Linked DNA regions of Mus musculus: region 2 is linked to region 1. Evidence: chromatin contacts called from public Hi-C data. All regions are on one chromosome and are shown on one strand. Each heading gives the region's core, a stretch centred on a gene start, on an enhancer-like site or on the middle of the called end of the contact. The rest is flanking DNA. Distances are from core to core; before and after follow the strand shown.

The links. A called contact is a pair of places that touch in the nucleus more often than the background predicts.
Region 2: a Hi-C map of uterus shows a contact between it and region 1. The contact joins two enhancer-like sites. A contact is called at or near these places in 1 of 484 Hi-C or Micro-C datasets (uterus) and 1 of 115 datasets of contacts at active chromatin or transcription factors (the NIH/3T3 cell line).

What each region holds. Positions count from the first base shown.
Region 1 is chr15:62,042,639-62,045,952 of GRCm38.p6, reverse strand. All of the region lies in intron 1 of Pvt1 (Pvt1 oncogene), which reads right to left. Among named protein-coding and RNA genes, the nearest start is that of Pvt1, 6.3 kb to the right of the region's middle. Within about 2 kb of position 1,967, at least 173 of the 459 cell types and tissues checked have an H3K27ac peak or open chromatin away from gene starts, as enhancers often do. A contact at or near this core is called in uterus, where this site is marked.
Region 2 is chr15:63,161,300-63,164,981 of GRCm38.p6, reverse strand. No RefSeq gene overlaps it. Among named protein-coding and RNA genes, the nearest start is that of Gm30159, 18 kb to the right of the region's middle. Within about 2 kb of position 1,936, at least 37 of the 459 cell types and tissues checked have an H3K27ac peak or open chromatin away from gene starts, as enhancers often do. A contact at or near this core is called in uterus, where this site is marked.

The DNA.
Region 1 (3,314 bases), core at 718-3,217:
TACAGTTTTAGATTTCCCAGTAATGCCAGGCGTGGTGGTGCATGCCTTTAATCCCAGCACTCGGGAGGCAGAGGCAGGCGGATTTCTGATTTCAAGGCCAGCCTGGTCTACAAAGTGAGTTTCAGGACAGCCAGGGCTATAGAGAAACCCTGTCTTGAAAAAAGAAGTTAGGAAGATTTCCCAGTAGCCACAATAAGTAAAGCTAAGAAACAGATGAAATTAACTTTAAAAGCATATTATTCCGCCTAACCCAAGGCAATCTAAAATATTACCCTTTCAAGATATGATCAACTGGACCAAACTGGATCACTCAGATTTTACATCCCCTTTTGGGTGTGCTTTCAAAAAAAAAAAATCTATGTATTTAACAGAAAGCACATTCCAAGTTCATTTTAAAAACACTCTGGGCACAGAAGGCTACTGGACTGGATGGTGGAGTTTTCCATGCTGGAATCTCCAAGGAAAAGCCTGCAGCTTACTCCTGTAGCCCCATCAAGAGCTCACAGCCTAAAGAAGTGCTTATGGTGTGTGCTTAGTGGCTCCTCACACTCCACTTCCAGCTGCCCCTTCCTCCAGTCCCATTTTCTTTTTTCTGATCTCAAAACCTAAATTGAATAGAATCGTATCACCCACCACCTAAAACCTCCCAGTGAACCAGTGGGTAAAAGATAAACAGCTCTCAACCAGAAGGTTACAAATGAATAATCCCAACCCTTGGGAAGGTGTGGCTACATAGTCCAAGTCCCAGCCTGAGCTATATACATACATAATGAGACCTGGTCTCAGGAAAGGTGGGAGAGGACTAGGGAATGGGTCAGTCAGTAACGTGCGGGCCTTGCAATCATACCTTAAATTCAACCCTCTGCATCAGCAGAAATAAAAGGCCTGCTTGCAGCCTAGCCAGTGAACTCCAGGTCAATGAGAGATCCAAAGGTGGCTTGCACCTCAGGAATGTCCTCTGGCTTCCACATGTACCACGCACACACATGCGCTCAAATACACTTCCACGTACACAAATAAGAGCTTTTGCACTTTCTGAAAGGCCCTGTATGTAGCATGTGACTCTGGTTTCTGTTTCTATTGCTGTCACCTGACTGACTCTCCTTGGACCCTTCCCATTCTTCTTGCAGATCCCCACTCTGACCTTGGTGCCTGTCTGACCTCTCCCCAGGGCCAAAAATACACAGCCCTACACTAGCACACAAGTTCCTGAGCCCATAGGACCACTGCATTACCCCGGAATTGCTTTACCCAGAGAGCCTCCCTCTGCAGCCAACTCCACTCCAGCCCTCCAGATGCTAATGTCTCTCTGCTAGGCTCCAAGCACTTTCAACCCTCACTGATACCATACATGTCATTACTATGTGCAGAATTCCTCACGTGTCTCATCTTGCTATATTATAAGTCCCACTACTTTGGAAACCTATTGGAATAGACTTGGCCTGCAGTAAATATATCCCATGAGCATGAGAGTAAAGGGCAGAAGGAACAAGTGTTCACAGGGTTTAACCATTTACTGGCAAAAGACAGACACACATATGCAGTCTACCAAAAATAAAACAAAACAGGCACACGTTACAAAGGAAAATAAAATGCTGTAAAGGAAAGACAGCCACCGAAGAAGCAGGATAGCAATGATAAACACGGCAAGAACTACTTACGTGGTGCCCACTGTATGCCAGGCCTGCCCAGACACAAGCTGAGCCGGACACTAGGCCCACGTGGCATTGACATCATCACACGTGCTCCTATGCACATACACACACACACACACACACACACACACACACACACACACACACACGCACGCACACATGCGAGCATGCCCTCCTTCCACCCTGTTCTCTTGGGTACCTTGATGAAAATGGAAGCCATAGGATGGTAGATATTTTTGTCCTCTTGCTCTTGCTAGCCTAGTGCTTGGCACCCAGCATGTGCTCAGTAAATGAATGACTCATTCGATCTGGATCCGTGCTCGAAAGAGCAGAGAGCGAATGGCAAGGCTGATTCACCAGGCAACAGGCCTACAGAATAATAAACAATGGCAAAGGCTTTCACTCAAGGGCTGCTGCACTGAGACCTGGGCACCATCCCTCAGCGGGCAGAACCACTGTCCTCCCACAAGACGTAGCTGAAGATAGGCTGGCCCAGTGAGCTTCCCAGGGCGGTGTACAAGGCAGTCTGACCTCTGAGGAGGCACGACTTCCGGGGCACTGCTCTGCAGCTGACTGACTTTCTCCTCACATCTTATTCCAGCCAGGGCTACTTTCTGATGCTGATGAACAGCTGGTGAAGCCACTACGGTCTCATGACCTGTGTTTGGACCCAGAATGGTTCTGTTGCTGAGCCCAGGCCCTCTACCCGTTAATGTCTCTCTCTGATGATCCTCCCATCCTCACAGCAGCTCAGTTACCCAATTTTACAGACACAGAAACTGAGGTGACATATTTGCTCAAAAGTACCTGGGATCTATACAGGCCTTTATATGGCCCCAGTTGTATCTTGCAGCTCTCTGGCTGCCTCCTTTTTCAAGTGTACTTTCCTTGGAGGCAAGGCCTCGCTTTCTGCCCTGTCAACTGTTTCACAACTGATAGACAGTAACCTTAGAAACAGCAGATTCCCCTTTCCTTGGAAGGGGATGGGGGGAGGCGGCAGGTCAGGGGAGCAGTTCTTACCTGTAACCTGATTCCCACAAGGCCTAGGGCTGTGTAGACACCAGATATCTTACTTGCAAGAAGTTTAAGGTCAATGAAGGAAGAGAGGTGGATAAATAGAACAGCACCCCATGCCTCACGCACCACCAACCAAAACAGAAGGCAATCGATAACTGGGGCTGCAGCTCACTTAGCTGGCACGCACAAAGCTTTATCTTTGAAGACACTTAACTAGTGCTGAAGAGACAACTTGGTGATGAGCACTGGCTGCTCTTCCAGAGGACCTGGGTTTGATTGCCAGCAAACCTATGGCAACTGGCAACTATAACTCAGCAGGCACCTGGTACAAGTGGTGAACATATACACATGCGGCAAAACAGTCATATAGGTAAAAATAAAAATAAATAAATCTCTTAAAAAAAAAAACAACTTATAAACAAACAAGCCAAAGTAACAGAATTCGAGATGAGGAGAGAATAGGTTGATGATGACAAACTGGTTCTCACAGCACTCTGGAGATAGAGGCACAAGGAGTTGGGAATTTAAAGGCAACCTGAAAATATAGGAGACTTTGTCTCAAAAAGCAAAAGAGAGCCAGGGAGTAGTGGTGCATGTCTTTAATCCAGCAGTTGGGAGGCAGAGGCAGGTAGACCTCAGTTA
Region 2 (3,682 bases), core at 687-3,186, 1.1 Mb before region 1:
TGCTCAGTTCCAGTAAAAATCAGCAGTCTTCTATAACAGGCATCATGAGGTTGGAGCATCTCCAGCATAGATTGCTTATCCCAGCTAACTGAGCCTTGCAAATTTGCTAACTACACTGCCTTTGAACTGACAACTTTCACATGATCTAGCTCCATGACTTGCCTTTTTCTAGTGCTTTAATATGAAGATTTATGCTAACACTTTTTAGATTCATATAATGCACCAGGCTCTGTGGCAATGCATAGGTGTTCATTTTCATTTTTATACAATCTTGGGGGATATCATTACCCCCATAATATATATAGAGAGAGAAGTAAGAAGTCAGAGGGGTTGAAGGAGAGATCATGATGAACACTCTCATTCATTTGATGTTTTCTGAAGAACATTTGTACCCCAGACCTTGAACTGGACTTGAGATTGAAGACAAAGGCATGGCTTCTAGCATCTGCACATTTTCCCTTCAGGTCACTGTTGGATGTGCAAAAGAGATGAGGGGACATAAGAGGGGGAAGTGGGGCTGGAGCTTGTGGCAAACACCCTGGACTTGTCTGGTGTGGGATGCATGTCCCACCTCCTCCATCCTTCTACTCAAGCCTCCTCCATGGCTCTCCCCTCCTCCCCCATGGCATCAAATCCTCCCCTTTCTGAGCCAGACAATAGTTCTTTCTGGAACATCTTCCTTGGAAGGATAACAACAGTGTTTTTGCTGCTGGTGTCATCATGTGATCAAAGCATAGCTCAGGAAATGGGGTCCTCTGAAAACTGTTTATCTAAAATCTCTTGTTTCACCATTTGGAGTGTTTTAAGAGAACGGTCTGCACCTTCTCTCCCGAGGGCAAAGATTTCAGTTACCTGTGTACTAAGAGGCAAACAGAGGCCACACATACTTGTGCAGTAAAAGAAAATACCCCCCATGTAGAATGACCCCTGCCTGCCTTTGTGCCCCCCCCAACCACCACCACCCCCAACCCCAGCTGCTCTGGAGGACATGAGGAAATCCTGATCTAGTTTTTCACAGGAAGTCTGAGTGATTCTAGGCAGGGAAGATTTAAAGACAAAAAGCTCTAATTCCAGACTTAGGTGGGAGTGTTTTTATTACTGACAAAAACCAGAGTTCCCTTTCTGGGTTATTCAGATGAACTCAGAGTAAATATTTATCCTTTCAGCTAATAGGTCTGTTTCGAGGAGTTCGGTACTCCCAGACAACCAGGCTGATGGATCGTTTCTTGATTCCCCACTTGGAGGAGGACTGGGCAAAACTACTTGGCACAAAGAGCCCTTTTCCTGTGGCCTGCCTGTTTCTGTGTATGAGGTATAACACCCTTCTTTGTGCCAGAACAGGGTGGGTGTGAGGGAAGGCCTTGCTAGGACCTCCCAGCTCCACCATTCTGAAATGATTTAATGGTCATATCGTCAGTGTTCCCAGAGCAAACAGCCACCCACCTCTGAAGAGGAGAAAGATGGATGGCTACATCAGCAGCCCCCACCCTTCTCTTGTGTTTCAAAGCGGGACTTTGTTCACTGCAATTTGCACAGAGTGCAGAATTCATGCCATGGGCACTCCCAATGTACAGAGTACACAGGCACACACACACACACACACAGACGAGGATTTACATACATGAATAAATGCAAAGGTTACATATGGACATAATGCAGGGAGAGTTTTGAGGAGAGGGACTCCTCATTTATTCATCTTTGTATTCTCACATTGCCTAGCAATGCCTGGCACAGAGAAGATGATTAATACATAGTTTTTGAATGAATACATGAATAATTATAATTGCAACCATTTAGTTAGCACTTAGCAAGTGCCAGGCAAGAAGAAATGTGCTTCATAAACCATTCTCTTCTTTAACCCTCGCCAAGAGCCAGTGAGTGAGGTGCTCATACTCTCCTAGTTGCACAGATGTGAAGAGAGAAGGTTTTAGGCAAAGCATTTCGCTGAAGATGACAGCCTGGCTTGTGGTAGCAAAAGACATGTGACTCCAGAGCTGATGCTCATCCTTTCTGGAGCAAAGCTAAAAATACTTGTATAGCTGTCACATGTAGAGAGCAGCAGTGTCATTGCTGAGGCTCAAAACCTTATCTGTAAGCCTTGAGCATAAAGTGTCTTTGCTCTGCAACCCCAGTTATCTGGAGCTCAAGGATGCTCTGTCCTCAGAGTAAGGATGATGGGTCTCTGATGGATAGCAATAAGAACCTTTGTTTTGCACTTTTTGAGAAATACAGACATATCTGAAAGAGAGAATTGATCCCTCCCTTTCCCCCTCCTTCCCTATCCTCTTCCCCTCTCCCTCTTTCCCTCTCTCCTTTTTTTTTATTGGATATTTTATTTATTTGCATTTCAAAGGTTATTCACTTTCCCAGTTTCCCCTCCAGAAACCCCTTATCCCATCCTCCCTCCCCCTGCTTCTATGAAGGTGCTTCCCCACCCACCCACTCCTGCCTCCCTGCCATGGCATACACTGGGGCATCAAACTTTCACAGGACCAAGGGTCTCTCCTCCCCTTGATGTCTAACAAGGCCATCCTCTGCTACATATGCAGCTGGAGCCATGGGTTCCTCCATGTGTACTCTTTGGTTGGTGGTTTAGTCCCTGGGAGCTCTGGGGATGGGGGTGGGGGGAGTCTGGTAGGTTGATATTATTGCTCTTCCTATGGGGTTGCAAACTCCTTCAGTTCCTTCAGTTCTTTCTCTAACTCCTTCCTTGGGAATCCCATGCTCAGTCCAATGGTTGTCTGTGCGCATCTGCTTCTGTATTTGTCCGGCTCTGGTAGAGCTTCTCAGGAGACAGCTATGTCAGGCTCCTGTCATCAAGCACTTCTTGGCATCTGCAACAGTGTTTCAGTTTGGTGTTTGTATATGGGATGGATGCCCAGGTTGGGGAGTCTCCGGATGGCTTTCCTTTAATCTCTGCTCCAAACTTTGTCTCCATATTTGCTCCTATGAGTATTTTGTTACCCCTTCTAAGAAGGATTGAAGCTTCCACACTTTGGTCTTCCTTCTTCTTGAGCTTCATGTAGTCTGTGAATTATATCTTGGGTATTCTGAGATTTTGGGGTAATATCCATTTATTCAGTGAGTGCATACCATGTGTGTTCTTTTGTAACTTAGTTACCTCACTCAGGATGATATCTTCTAATTCCATCCATGTGCCTAAGAATTTCATAAATTCATTGTTTTTAATAGCTCTGTAGTACTCCATTGTGTAAATGTACCACATTTTCTGTATCCATTCCTCTGTTGAAGGACATCTGGGATCTTTCAAGCTTCTGGCTGTTGTAAATAAGGCTGCTATGAACATAGTGGAGCATGTGTCCTTTATTTCTTTCTATGTTGTATAACAGTGGCACAGAGGCCAATGTTTCAGTGAAACCAGCATCTGTAAAAGATGATACCTATTCCAGTTAATCCAGCTTTGCTTAGTTCACAAGTTCTCTAACTACATAAGCCTTTTAAAAAAAACGATCATTTCCATAAGGTCTACCTTCTATACGTTGCTAATTTCCAAAGTCCTTTAATATGAATATTTGTGCTATCACTTTAGACTCCTGTAAAGCACCTTTCTGTTCTAATACATACATGTGTATGTCCAGTTTTTATGGAACCCTGGGTATAAGCATTGCTATTCCCTTCCTCTTCTTTCCTCTCTTCTTCTTTCCTCCCTCCTTCTCTTCTC